2 separate regions of the Mus musculus genome follow, and region 1 is linked to region 2. The links are chromatin contacts, called in public HiChIP or PLAC-seq maps. All regions are on one chromosome and are shown on one strand. Each heading gives the region's core, a stretch centred on a gene start, on an enhancer-like site or on the middle of the called end of the contact. The rest is flanking DNA. Distances are from core to core; before and after follow the strand shown.

The links. HiChIP or PLAC-seq counts read pairs in DNA pulled down with a chosen protein or histone mark.
Region 1: an H3K27ac HiChIP or PLAC-seq map of hepatocytes shows a contact between it and region 2, with 7 times the contacts expected there. The contact joins two enhancer-like sites. A contact is called at or near these places in 3 of 39 promoter capture datasets (the C10 cell line, embryonic stem cells and hippocampal neurons), 4 of 15 datasets of contacts at CTCF or cohesin (hippocampal excitatory neurons, large pre-B cells, liver and 1 more), 143 of 484 Hi-C or Micro-C datasets (the AML12 cell line, the AtT-20 cell line, B cells and 83 more) and 13 of 115 datasets of contacts at active chromatin or transcription factors (Th17 cells, astrocytes, bone marrow-derived dendritic cells and 9 more).

Annotation. Positions count from the first base shown.
Region 1 is chr2:19,714,701-19,721,646 of GRCm38.p6, forward strand. No RefSeq gene overlaps it. Among named protein-coding and RNA genes, the nearest start is that of Gm24670, 27 kb to the left of the region's middle. Within about 2 kb of position 1,906, at least 28 of the 459 cell types and tissues checked have an H3K27ac peak or open chromatin away from gene starts, as enhancers often do. A contact at or near this core is called in hepatocytes, where this site is marked.
Region 2 is chr2:19,519,276-19,525,781 of GRCm38.p6, forward strand. It overlaps 4921504E06Rik (RIKEN cDNA 4921504E06 gene), which reads right to left. Exons shown (of 17, transcript NM_027600.4): 5 at 4,691-4,846. Among named protein-coding and RNA genes, the nearest start is that of 4921504E06Rik, 31 kb to the right of the region's middle. Within about 2 kb of position 5,081, at least 1 of the 459 cell types and tissues checked has an H3K27ac peak or open chromatin away from gene starts, as enhancers often do. A contact at or near this core is called in hepatocytes, where this site is marked.

The DNA.
Region 1 (6,946 bases), core at 656-3,155, 190 kb after region 2:
AAAGAGGCAATTAAGAAGTTGTTCCTGGGCCCATCACAATGGCTCAGTGAGTATAGGCAATTTTGCCTACCCTGATGACCTAATCTTGATCTCTGGGACCCAGATGTTGGAAGAAAACAGCCTACTTCTACCACTTGCTCTCTGACTTCCAGACACACACTATGGCACCAGTATGTATGAAATCTGCACACATAAAGATAAATGTGAAAAAAAAACACCTTGATTTATTAATTGGTTCCTGCCAGGCACGGCAAAGGCATTTTCATTGTCTGAATAACTTAGATGTTATATATCACAATTGACACCTGGAGTATGGCTGCTCTGTCACCTACTACTGGACCAGGGATGTCCTGCCAGAAGTAGATACCATTGAAGGATATTGATGAATTCAGTACCAGGCAACAAACACATCAACTTAGGAAGACTTAAAGTCTCCATTCTGGAATCAGTGTGTAACTAAAGGAACCTACCACCCTAGTGATTAACACCAATCTTTGACTGATTCATTGGAGTCTTGGTAAGTAGAAGAATTCAAACAGTGTACTGAAGTGAAGAAGGGTGTCTTTAGGTCGGAAGCATAGCCAACAGGAGGCTCTCCAACTGTCTCCAGAAAATGGTGTGTTCTTGAGCTTCAGTCAGTAAATTCTCGGTTACTTATACTTTGAAAATTCTGCCTTTTGACATGAAAGGAAATTCAATTTAACATGCATCCATTGAGTATATTTTTGGGAGCTAATTTGCTAACATGCTGTATTTACAATAATGAAAACAACATTTCTAGCTTACGTTGCTCTTAGTGAACACGAACTGTTCAATAGTTATGTGCAATGCAGAGAGAGTGGATCTGTTTAATGCATGCCAAGGTTATATCTCTGTGATCTTATTGCCACCAAGTCACTGGCTATGCTGGGTAAATGCAAGGCTCAGTCAGACCTATTCTAGATCTACCCAGAAATTTGCCATTCTGTAATTTTATTTGCATTCTACACCTCCAGATCCCGCTCATAATCACAAAAGCCTGTCAGGCAGCTGACAGAACAGTGATCCATCTCCAAAATACCTCTGTCCTAGGAAGCCCCGCCCCCAGCTCGGCTTGCGGGCTTCTCGTTGCCAACATTCAAATCTCCTTAAAGCATTCTCATTCTTTGATCTCATTTTTCACCTGTCAAGATCATTTACACAAGTTCCGCTATTCTTAAACTTCTGTGGATTCCAGCAAGATGTAGCTAAAATAAAAAGTAGAAATAGCTCCCACAGGGGTTGCAACCTGGGCAATCTAAACTTATGACTGCAAACTGTACAAAGCGAGTCAGGACTCTGGAGGGCCTGAAGGTGGCAGTAGAGGACAAGCTTGTTCTCTGGTTTTGATGTTGGGAACAGCTGCCATAAGTCAATTGCTCCGGAATACAAGTTCTGTTTGTTGCATTTCCTGTTCTCTAGGTCCCTTTCCGATTCCGCCTTTGATGTTTTCCCTCTCTAATTCTCTCATCATCTAAATTGCTCTTGAGCGTTCTAGGCAGATGCCATTTCTAGTTTGCCTCCCTCCTCCCCCAAGAAATAAAAACCATGCCACCATATGACCTTTCACCTACTTAAACTTTTCTTAAATAAATAGGATCAGCAAACAAATGCATTAAAGTTCACCCTTGGTCAATTTTAAAACGAAATTCACAGAAGTTGATAAGCAAAATTAGCAAAGATGTGATCTTAGGCAATTGACAACAGACTTTTTAGCAAATGGCTATTTTAAAAATATCTTAATAACAGGGGCTTCCCAATCATCTGATTTTTTAAAATTAAGTTTTCTTGGCACACAGCCCATTGGTTTGAATCTTTTTGGACTTTAGTGGCCATCTTGAGTGCCCGGGTGGCTGACTCACGTGTGCCGATATTCTGCAGTATTGAGTAATAGAAAACCGTCAGTGGCTTTCTCCTAAGGGTCATTGCTCACTCATAACATGGTTTTTAGGAGTCAGTTCTGACAAGCGGGTCTTTCTCTGGAATGTTGTTGGTTTAGGGAAGAGGTATCAGAGAAAATGGAACCATGGTGGTAGCTTCTAAAACTCTCATTTGGAGTTAGAAAGATCACTCTGTGGTTAGGAATCCTGGCTGCTCTTCCACAGGACCAAGGTGTCATTCCCAGTATCCACATGATAGTTCACAACCGCTACAACATCAGCTCCAGGGGATCTGACACCCTCTTCTGACATCCTCGGGTACTGTACATGATGCATGATACATGTGGGCAAACACCCATGTACATACACATAAATAATTAAAGAGGAGAACTCATTCTAAGTAGCACATGCCCTTCCAGTCATGGTTCACTGGACAAGCAAGCCTCAGGGACAGTGCCAGGGAAGGAAGAGTTTGCTTCCTGTGGGATTTCTGGGAGGGTTGCGCTTCACTAGAATGGCATGGAAAAGCAAACAAACTAAAAAAGAAATGCGTTACATTGCTCTGCCTATGTGGTTCTTTTGTTTACAATCTGGCAGAATGACTAATTTTCCTCTTCTCTCATCAGTTTGTTGAACCATATGAGTCCTAACCATGAGTCCAGCTTGGGAATTCTGAAGATGAAAAGGATCCTAGAGAGAAAACATCTCTTCATCTCCCCTGTCCTACACACAGCCTCCGGCTCACTAACTACCTTGAAGGTCTCGGGATCAGTCTCACCTGTTGCTGTATCCTTGATTTCACGCACTAGGGTCCAGAGGGGAGACTCAAGCCCTGGTGGCTTCCTGGCAGGTGCTTTCAAAGTCGCTAGTGTTTGAGAGAAGAGCAAGTGAAGTTCCAGTAGGAGTCTCAATGGATCCTGCAGTGCTGGGAGGAGTCCTGAAGTTTTGATGATCCTTCAGATTGGCTGCCAGGGAGGCTGGGTGAGGAGACAGGCAGTTGAAGTGCCAAGCCAATGTTGGGGCTAAGGATAGAAAGGGTTACACCATGAAGCATTAAGCAAGATGGTTCCTACAGCTACAGATGGTCACTGGAGGAGTCAGTTCAGGGCTGTCAGGACTATCAATTTACAGAGTGGTTCTGCAGGGACTGGGTTGGGGATCTGGGCTGAGTACCCCATTATCTACAATGCTTTTCCTAATTCATGTATCCATGCAAGACTCAGGTCACCCAGATATATTCATCTGCACTCAGCTATAGACCATTCCTTTCCTTTCTCAGTCTCATGCTGGTCTCTGGTCATCATTCTCTACCAGTCTTGCTCTTGTCTTGGGTTTTACCTCCAGCAAGTCTTTGACAGCACTGAAGCCTCAAAGGCTGCCTCCCTCTGCTGTTTATGATCCAGTATGCACACATCAACTGCAATATCCTCCTCCTCCTCAGCCAAGCTCACTTATTAAAAGGTCCAACTCATCTTCCACGGTAGCCAGAAATGGCTGGAGACAGCTATGCTTGTTAAATCTCTGGATCTGGGTAAAGTCTTAGAACTTAGGCCTTCACCATAACCATTTGCTCTACTTACTTCCCAGCTCAGTGGAAACTTCTTCCATACCACTTCCTTTCCCATCCACTGCCTCCTCTTGCTTTCTGCATTGCACGTTACTGAGGAGAGGGAGGGCCACAGAAAACTTTGTCTATTTTCCCCTCTCACCAGTGTCTCTGGTGCCTGTTAGCCTTGTTCTTTCTCTGTTGTTTTACTTGAAAATTTTCATTGTAATGCATCCATTGGTAATTTTATACATAGGTAAAATGAATTCTGATCACACTGCCACTCCCCTCACCTCCTTACCTCCTTCTCACCCCTAAAACTAACCTCCCAACAAGTCTCTGTTCTCCGTCATGTCTTTTGTTTTATTTTTAACGGAACACATTGGTCATGACTGGGTGTGGATATGGAGCTATCAATCCACTGGAGAAGTCACTAAAGGCTACTTCAATGAAGATAATGAAGATAACTCTCCTTCCTAACCGACTGACAGACTCCACCCCCTTATCTATCTGCTCCTTTATGCATCACGATTATTCTCATTCTGTTAAAGCTACCAGGACACAAACTTTCTTTCCTTCTTCCAAATGTGCTCTTGGTCCCCACGCCCCTACCAGTTCACCAAGGCCTGATTCCCATGGGCAGTTTCTCTCCTACTCACCCTGTTTGCATTAGCCTAATATTCCCACAGCACTGGACACAGATGGCTATGCGTAGTTCTCTTCAGGTCTCCACAGACTTCTGATTTTCTTTCTTATTGACTGGTTCCTTTTTGTTCTCTTTTGTCCTTGCTCATCCTTGACATGGCTGAATGTGGTAGTGTGCCAGTGACTGTCCATCAGACATTTTCTCTTCTTTCTCTCTGCTCCCTCCTGGGGAGTATCTCCAGATGGTTTTAATTATCATCTACATCTTCCCAAAGCCCTGACCTCATATCCAAGACCTCTGTCCATATTGCCAGTTGCCTACATTACATTTCCACTTGAATCTCTCTCATGCAGACTCACTACAGGTCATACCAGGAATCCCCAAAATTGCTGTCACATGGCTGAAGCAAGAGAGGAAATGAATGGTTGTATCTTAGACATCATCGCACAGTAAACATTCAAGACGTTCCAGTTACCACACTCGTGCTGAGTAGATACTCAATCTATATTCGTTAAAAAGGTGAATATTAAATCACTGGAGAAATATAATCCTGATGTAAGTAGTCACAGATGATGAACATATGTTAATGATAAAAAGAATAGGTGGTATAGTTAACATATTCAGTAAAGACTAACTTAAGTCTTTGATATACCTGCCATAGATATCAATATTGAGAAAACTATGAATAATTGCTTAGTTCTTGAGTTTTACTTTCTAGGGAGAGAGAGTGAACAGACTCTATCAGACGATGACCAATGTGATAGTGAGTGGATAGTTTAGGTAGCATGACATGCTAGCAGATTATTGCTACATAAGACAATATCTCTTAAACTTGTAACGACACACATTTATTATCTATCTCACATGGACTCCGAGGGTAAGGAATTAATTGTAGTTCAGCTTGGCTGTATGGGTTTGTCTCAGAGTCTTTCATACATGTGCAACATTGGCCGAGGCACAAAATAGCTCAAATCTTCATTATGTGCAAATTGGACTTATTTCAAAGGTTGGCAAGTTGGTGCTACATATTGTCAGGAAGCCATAAGCCTGGCCTCTCTGTGGGGACATGGGATGGAGAGGCTTGAATGGTTTTATGGCATGGCAACTTACCACAGAGAAGGTAGCTCCACAGAACACATGTCTTTCTTTGCCTCGATAGTTTTTGCCTTCACAGGGCAGTGGAGGTTTGTGAGGAACTGGATGTGGAGCACTAGACGGATCAGTCAAACCATGTAGGAGACTGGCTTGCACATGGCAGGACATTTCCCCCATACTTCTTTGATCAAATGCGTTCAATTTCTCTTTTCAATCTCTTGGTTTTGGAGAACGAGGTTCTATGTCTCCTGAGGTCAACTTATTGGAACAGAAATGACACATGACTTATTTCACAGGACTAGGAGCTCCCGCTAGAGCTGCAGGACTGATTCTCAGAATGCAACATTGGCTGTGCAGGCAGTGGCCACCATGCAGGATATTTGACCACCTTGATATCACCTGATTGTAAACAAGCCCCATTTAGTGTCTGGGGGAGATGCCAGGCATCTGAATGAAGCAGACTACAGATGACTCCAGCTTGGGCCTCCATTTCACTTCAACCATATATGGGGCTCAAAAGCCTTCTAGGCTGACGTTCCCACTTCTGGACCATAACAGCTGAGAATAAATTGCTGTGTAAATTACCAGTGTGGAAATGGATTGTTTTGCCGAAGGGGATGGGTACTCAGGGAAAGCTCTTTTGAAAAGATGATATTCAAGCAAGGCCTTGTGTGAGATGAGACAGCAGTACACACAGCTGTCAGGAGGAGGGTGTGTTTAAGCAACAGAAAAAAAGAAAAACAGAGACCCTGAAATAGGAGTGTGCTTGGTTAACCCAACAGACAAAAAGGAGTCCGACAAAGAATTAGAGGGTGTAGGGCAGGGTCATGGGGGCCAGACCAGATGTTCAATTCAACCTTGAGGGTCTAAGCAAATGTGGGACATAATGCAACCATTTTAGATGGCATCGTTTGTTTCTTCTATAGCAAGCAAGGATGTGGGAGGCAAAGTGGAAATGGCAATTAAGAGATAACAAACACATCATGAAGTAGAGTCACAGGTCATGGGAGAGTAGAATTCTATACATTTTTTTAAAAGCAGAGTCAACAAGGCAGGCATGGTGGTGTGTGCCTATAATCTCAGCTTTTGGGAGGAAGAGGCATGGACAAAGAGCTGGGTTCAATACCCAGCATGGGAAGTCATTAAAACTGGGATCAAGAAAAGGGAACGAATGAAGAGTGATTTGAGTCTGGGATTAGGGAGATGGCTCAGCTGTCCCTCAAAGTACTGTCTAAATTAGCATGTGGACCTGAGTTGGATTCCTTGCATCCACTGAGAAAGCCAGGCATTTTGGCACTGTTAGGGAAGTAGAGACAAGCCACAGATGCCAGTGAGAGACCCTGTCTCACAAGACAACGTAGACAGTGTCTGCAGAATAAGACTTCTGGCTGTCCTTTGATCTCCATGTACACACACACACACACACACACACACACACACACACACACACACTGGTGGGGCAGAGGAGAGTCAGGGAGAGAGAGACACACAGAGAAAGACATGATGGGGGGAGGGAGAGAGAGTTGGAGAAGGAGGGGCAGGGGAGGGAGTGGAAGTGGTAGTGAGAGAGGGAGGAGAGAGACAGACAGAGAGAGAAAGAGAGAGAGAGAGAGAGAGAGAGAGAGAGAGAGAGAGAGAGAGAGAGAGAATATGAATTGAAGCCTGGGAGTAGTCTAAACTCACTATGTAGCCAAGCCTGTCTTTGCAAATCTATTTGCTTTTAGGAAAAGAAGAGGTGCAGAGAGCTCTCTTGTATTTGCT
Region 2 (6,506 bases), core at 3,831-6,330:
GTTTATGTACTTATTTGTGTGTATGGTGTTTTGCGTGCACGCAGGTTTGTGTACCACATGTATGTCTGGTGATCTTGGAAGTCAGAAGACGTAGGGTCCCCCAGAACTTAAATTGCAGACAGTTGTAAGCTGCCATGTGGTTGCTGAGAATTGAACCCAGGTCCTCTGTAAGAGCATCCAACATTCATAACCACTGAGGCATCCCTCAGGCCCATGGTCTTAAACTCTTTATCCTCCTAACTAGGCAACTATAATACTTGGACTCTAATATGCATAGTTAAAGGAACACTAAGCGTTCTAACAAGCAGTTAAGAAACAGCATGGGTTTCTCTAAAATAAAGGGAGACCCTTAATATTAATGTGTCTCACTTAATTAAAATTGAAACTATTTAAGAGTGTGTTTATGGTCTAACAGGATTTCTTAAAATATAAACAAAACAGGGTGACTTGAATCTGCTTGAGCCTCTGTTTCCCACCTGGCGGATCATGGCCATCCACGAGGATTACATGTGTGCCTGTTATCATAACCTAAGAACTGCGGGAAGAAATATCAGATGACAAAGTGATAGCAGCTTGCAGCGGACATGTTTTCTAAGCCTCTGTGTGGGAAAACACATTAAAATGAGGGCTTTGCCTCCAAACATTCATCTACAGCCTCAGTTCTCCAGAGCGTAGCCTTCAGCTCTGTCCCCACCATCTGGCAACTGCAGGAACTGCAAATAATTAACTATTCAGACTACCAGGGCAATGAGGACACTCATTAGCAAAGGGGACAAAGCCTTCCTCCCGGCTGCGGCTTTCCTCCCTCACACTCAAGTGGCAAGTTTTGTGGCGATGTTCCTTCTGCCATCTGCCCTACATTGCTAGCTCTGTCTTGCTTAAACCATGAATCTCCTTAACAATAAACTGTGTTCATAAAATGAGGTTTAGAAAGTAGAGACCACTAAAATAAACTTAGCTGGGTGCTAAAAAATAGTACAAGCCAGGACAGTGTCATTTACAATCATTCTGGAATTTTAAATCCCAACAGTTAACTTCCCACTTTCAGTTCTCCATAATTTTATGAAAATGAGCCTTTTAATAGGTGGGATATGCAAATTCTCTTGGGCATAAGGGTTACAATATGTCTGATTCCAGGTCTCAGAACTCTAAGCTGAATCTGGGAAGAAGTGCCTCCCAAAGCAGGACAATGCAGAGCTCTCCGTGTGCTCTTGACCAAGTGCCTAGGCATCACTGAACAACTTGCTGGAGACATGGCACCTCAGGCTCCAGCCCAGACCTCCTATGTGAGTCTGTATATGAACAATCTTTGCAGGTGATGCATATGAACCAGGGTCTGAGAAGTTCCTTGCCCAGATCTCTCCATGTGCCTTCTTGGCAGTTCTCTTTTGTGATGTTAGCATCTCAATTCTGCAGACTACATGGATGGCACTTGGACATCTCAATTTGTAGATGGTGGGGGAGGAAGGGGTGAGGAGGCAGGATTCTGATGCGTGCCCTTGACAGCCACATAGAAGAGCAGGTGCTTCCCCATTGAGTGACAACCAGGAAAGTGGCACCCTAGGACAGCGCAGTCCTGCAGAGTAGCCATTCTTGAATGATAGCTCTGTTTTAGTGTTGTTAGCAACAAGCAGATCTGTTCATCAGTGGAGGGTGGGTAGATGATGGTTGTGCAGCCTGGCCATAATTGGGGTTAGAAGGAAAAATGAAAAAAAACAATCCAATAAAGAAACCCAGATGAAATTAAAGTCAATATGTGGTATGCACAGGCAGGTAACTGTGTATGTGCACACAGGCACATATATATACACACATGCATGGTATATACAGACACACAAACATATTCTAAGGGGGTCATTTTTTTTTTTTTTTTTTTTTTTTTTTTACAATTCTCACAGAGAGTATTCAACAGACAGCATGGCAAACCAGAACCCGCAAAAGTCTGCATCTAAGTCACATTGATTTCCCACAGAATAAAAACTGGAATGAAGTTGCTGCCAGGTAAAGTGGCATTAAGGATATCATCTGGACCACAAGCTTCTGCCATTTGGAGAGACTCACTCTTTGCCTGCCACTGGCCACACAAGCGACTTGGACTACTTGTTGAATGAACTTGTCTTTTTCTAGCCAGTCTCGTCAGATATCCCTCAGAACCAAGCCAGGGGGGAGAGTTTGACCATTTATTGACATAAATAAGGTACTAATGAGATTTGCTTATCAGAAGGATCATTCAGTTTTATGTTGACTAAGCAAAGTCAGCTTATTTTCGAATGTTTTCAAAGTGTTCCTCTTGATATTTCTCCTAAATATTTAATCACTCGTAACGTGTGTGTGTGTGTGTGTGTGTGTGTGTGTGTGTGTGTGTATGTGTGTGTGTGTGTGTGTGTGTGTGTTAAGGGCGGGGCATGAGTGAAATGGCATGTGTGTGCAGGGCAAACAGCTTTGTGGCATCTGTTCTCTCACCTCTAAGTTTTTTTTAGGGATGGAACTCACAGTGCTTGTGTTACAAGAACTTTTATCTGCGGAGCCATTTGCTGACCCTCCCCTTGACACCTTAACTATCTCTCTATGGTTCTGCCCTTTGAATCCATTTGCAGGTTAGCATTGTGTGATGTCTCAGGGGGATTTTTAGCCACTAGAGGGGGCGGCTCTCTACACTGAAACTTCAGATGGGAAGCTACAGCAGGTAAGTTTGTTCCTAGAGAATTTAGTAAACTGTTTTCCACGCGGAGCCATTGAGAGATGAGAAAGAACCCGTGTTTCTGGCGAGTTCTTGCAGAAAGAACTTCAGTCTCTCCTTTCTGCGGTCTTGCACTTCCCAGTTGTCCCCACTGGCTCTGGGTCTCAGCAGAAGGTAGTGCCTGGCTAGGAAGACCCATCAGTAGGGAAATCTGACATATATTTTTTCCTTCTCCTCATTGATTTAAAAGTCATTCTGTCAGCTGCGATGGGTGTAAAGACAGTTCCACACCACCAAGGGCAACGTCCTGATGACTTTCCTTGTCTTTTAGGGACATCCACTATGTAAAGGCAGACCTTGACTTATGCCACAGAAAAGATTTTCAAAATGAACTCATTTGCAGCAGACTTAGAGCTCATTCAAAGAAAAAGTTTACCATGCATTTAAGCATGGGAGTTCTAACAGAAAGAATAACTTAAGGAAAGAGTAAGAGACATTGGTGTGGCTATGAGCTGCTGTGACAGTAATTGTCATATGTGATTGTGGCACATTTGATTTTGTGGGTTCTTTCTCTTCAAATGGTTGCTAAGGAAAGTGCATACGACCACAAGGTAGTTCTTGAGACATATTGAACAGGATTACAATTGATAAGTTAAAACTCTAGAAGTGAGAATTTCTTCAGTGTAATTCAGTCTTGTTTGTTAGACTCTTAGAGAAGAGTGCAACTAAGAGTGCATATACTCCCAGGCCTGTGTGTCTGTGTGTCTGTTGTATGTCTGTGTGTATGTCTGTGTGTGTGTGTGTGTGTCTGTATGTGTGTGTTTTTTGGTTGTGAGCCTAGCCTTTAACGGCTGAGCCATCTCTCCAGCCCATGTGTTGTTTTTATGTATGTGTCTGTGTGTGTCTGTGTCTGCGTGTGCTCATGCACACATGCATGTGTGTGTACATTTGTGTTTTTGGAGACCAGAAGGCATTGAATCTCCTGCTGCTGGAGTTACAGCTGGTTTGTGAGTAACTCAACATGGCGATAGGCACAGAATGCAGGCCCCCTGGAAGAGCAGCCATCACTCTTAAACCTTGAGCTATCCCTTCAGCCCCTGAGACAGACTCTCAAGAAAAAAAATCTTATCCGCAGTCTTTATAAGAAGTATTACTAAATTGCATAAGAATTCTGGGTTCTGCCTGATTCCAGACTCCCAGTTCTTCTCACTTCCCCATAATTTCCCATCTTTTCTGTACTACCTCAGTTCTGTTCCACCCCAGTTGGCTTTTCGGAAGCCTCTGACCTGTGGAAATTTGCTTTGTTCCCCTTCAGCTATCCTGACTGCAAAGGGGATGAGAGTCTTAGAAATTACAATAAAACACATATTGTTATTCTCTAGAATGGAAAGGTTTTTTTTTTTTTTGGCACTGGCTGGAGGGTTATTTCATTTCTATTATAAGATAAAATTTGAAGACAATTATAGTGCTCCTCTTTATAATTACTATGGACTTTCTGGAGTGTGCCATGGAGTAATGACATCCTGGGTTGGCTTACCGTGTGGAGAGATTGCCAAGAGACACTGAATCACCTTTGCTCCTTCTTCCCTTCTGAGTCAGTGTGTTTACATGTGTGCATATGTTTATATGTTTACCGGTATGTGTGGGTTCCTGTACCTGTGCACAGGGGCTGTGGAAGCCAAAGCCAGAAGGTGATATTTTTTTTTTTTGAGATAGAATCTTTCCCTGAACCTGAAAGTCACGGGTTTGTCCAGTGATGGCCAGTGAGCCCGAGGAATTCTCTCATCTCAGCCCCTCCCCACACACACGCTGTGATCACAGGGACACACCACCATGCCTAGCTTTCATGTGAGTGCTGGGACTGAATGCAGGTCCTCGTTGCTACATTTTACATCTTCTCCTCAGCCCAGTTCTTACCAATTTTTAACCAGGATTATTGCTCTCCGTGATCCTACTTAGATGGATTAACATCAATTGTAATTAATTTTTTATGAAATAAATGAAACTTACAACTTTTTTAAATCCAAACTCTTCATATAGTTCTAATTCATTCTTTAAATTCTTAATAATTTCTTCTTTCTCTTTCAGTTTTCTCCTCAAAACATTCAATTTGACATCATCTGCATCTTGCAGGGCAGCTTTTTCATCTTCTATTTCGAAGTATTTCTGGAGAGAAGAGAGAAACATCACAAATCTGGCAAGAAACTTGTTGAGAGCAGACCATGAAGGACCTTGAACCCATGATTTCCAGAGAAACCAGGAATGTTAAGCACACACGATTGTCTTCATCTAGAAAGTTAAGAATTGGTAATGATTAACTGTCTGGTGATCTATGATGTCTGTTGGGCCAGGCCATATCAAGCTCCTACAACCAGAACCAGAGGTGGCTAATAACCCACATGACCTCTATGGCATCTGTAAAACCGAAACCAGGCCAGACTCTCAGGCCCTTAAGCTAGTACAGGTAGCGTAGCTCTAGAACTCGTTGTCTTAGAAGAAACAACATGCACCCTGAGTTGAGTTTCAATGTAAATATGCTTCCTTATGCACTGGGGATTGTATTACACCAGAAAACTCTTTTTTTTTTCCCCCCAAATTGTACTGGGCTTAAATACACTGGAAATAAACTTCCTGTTGTTGGACTCCCTGAAGTCTGATTCAGGTCGAGAAAGTCAATGTGCACTGGGTTTTTATTCTCACCTCTTTGCTTCTCCGAATGACACATTCAAGGACCCCCTGGGAATATGTTCAATTTTATTCTTTTCCTTGTAAAACTATTTTATTTTTTGTAATTTGCCCAAATTTCTTGGCAAATCATTCTAAATTAAAATGCACAATAAAGCAATATAGTACCATGTTATCTGGTAAAATGCAAAGAGTGGCATGTTGTTCAAATTTTATCTGCCACACAAGTAATGGTGAAGAAGAGGAAGATGACTAAATAGGAGGTTTCCCACAGAATACAGGATTCCTCCAGGCATTCCTCCCACAGCCACAAGAATTTGGTAGCCATTTACCAACAAAAGGGCCTACCCAGCTAGAAGGTACATAACTCTTGTTGACCTCAGAAATGATGGTTTTGGGAGGGTAAGTCTGTACCGAGTGCTAGGCTCTACCATAACAGTTCTGATGACAGTCATAAATGGACTCTCTACACTGTGGACTTATCAATAAACATTTGGTCCCACCACAGATACCAGCTGCTAATGAATTCAAGAGGAGACATGCCCGCCTATAGTCTCTGGTATAGTCAGGTCCACAGGCCTATTATGGTAGCAGACTCTGAACTGGCCTTGAAACCCATCTAATGCAGATCTCAGCTGTGAGCAGTCTCACCTTCCCAGGAATTTAGCAGGAATCGCACTAGTCGATGCCCTTCAGTCAAGCCACTGTTCTCAGCCATATAGAAAACTCTGAGATTCCCTGGAACAACCCTGGCTGTCCTCTAGCAGTGACAATCCCCCAAGGGACCTGCAGGGAGGTTTGTGTCTCCATGCCTTCAGGGGAGGGTTTACTGATTCATGCCTCATTGTAGATGGTGTGTAGCACTGCCTTCTTACCCCAGCCCCAGTGTAACAGTAGCCATGTACATCCAGACACCCATTAGGAGACACTCACACAGGCCTCCTAAAGGGGCTTGTTCAATTTCCTATTCCAGGGAAGCCCTGAAACGCAGCTTCAGCCCCACAAAAGCCAGGATTCAGGGCAGCTCTGAATCCTCAGGAGTCTAGAAGGACACAGATTTGCCTGTAGTATTCAGTCAAAAATACTAAAAGTAACTATAGCTACAATAAGTAGTTAATGGATCAATGATAGTATAAAACAT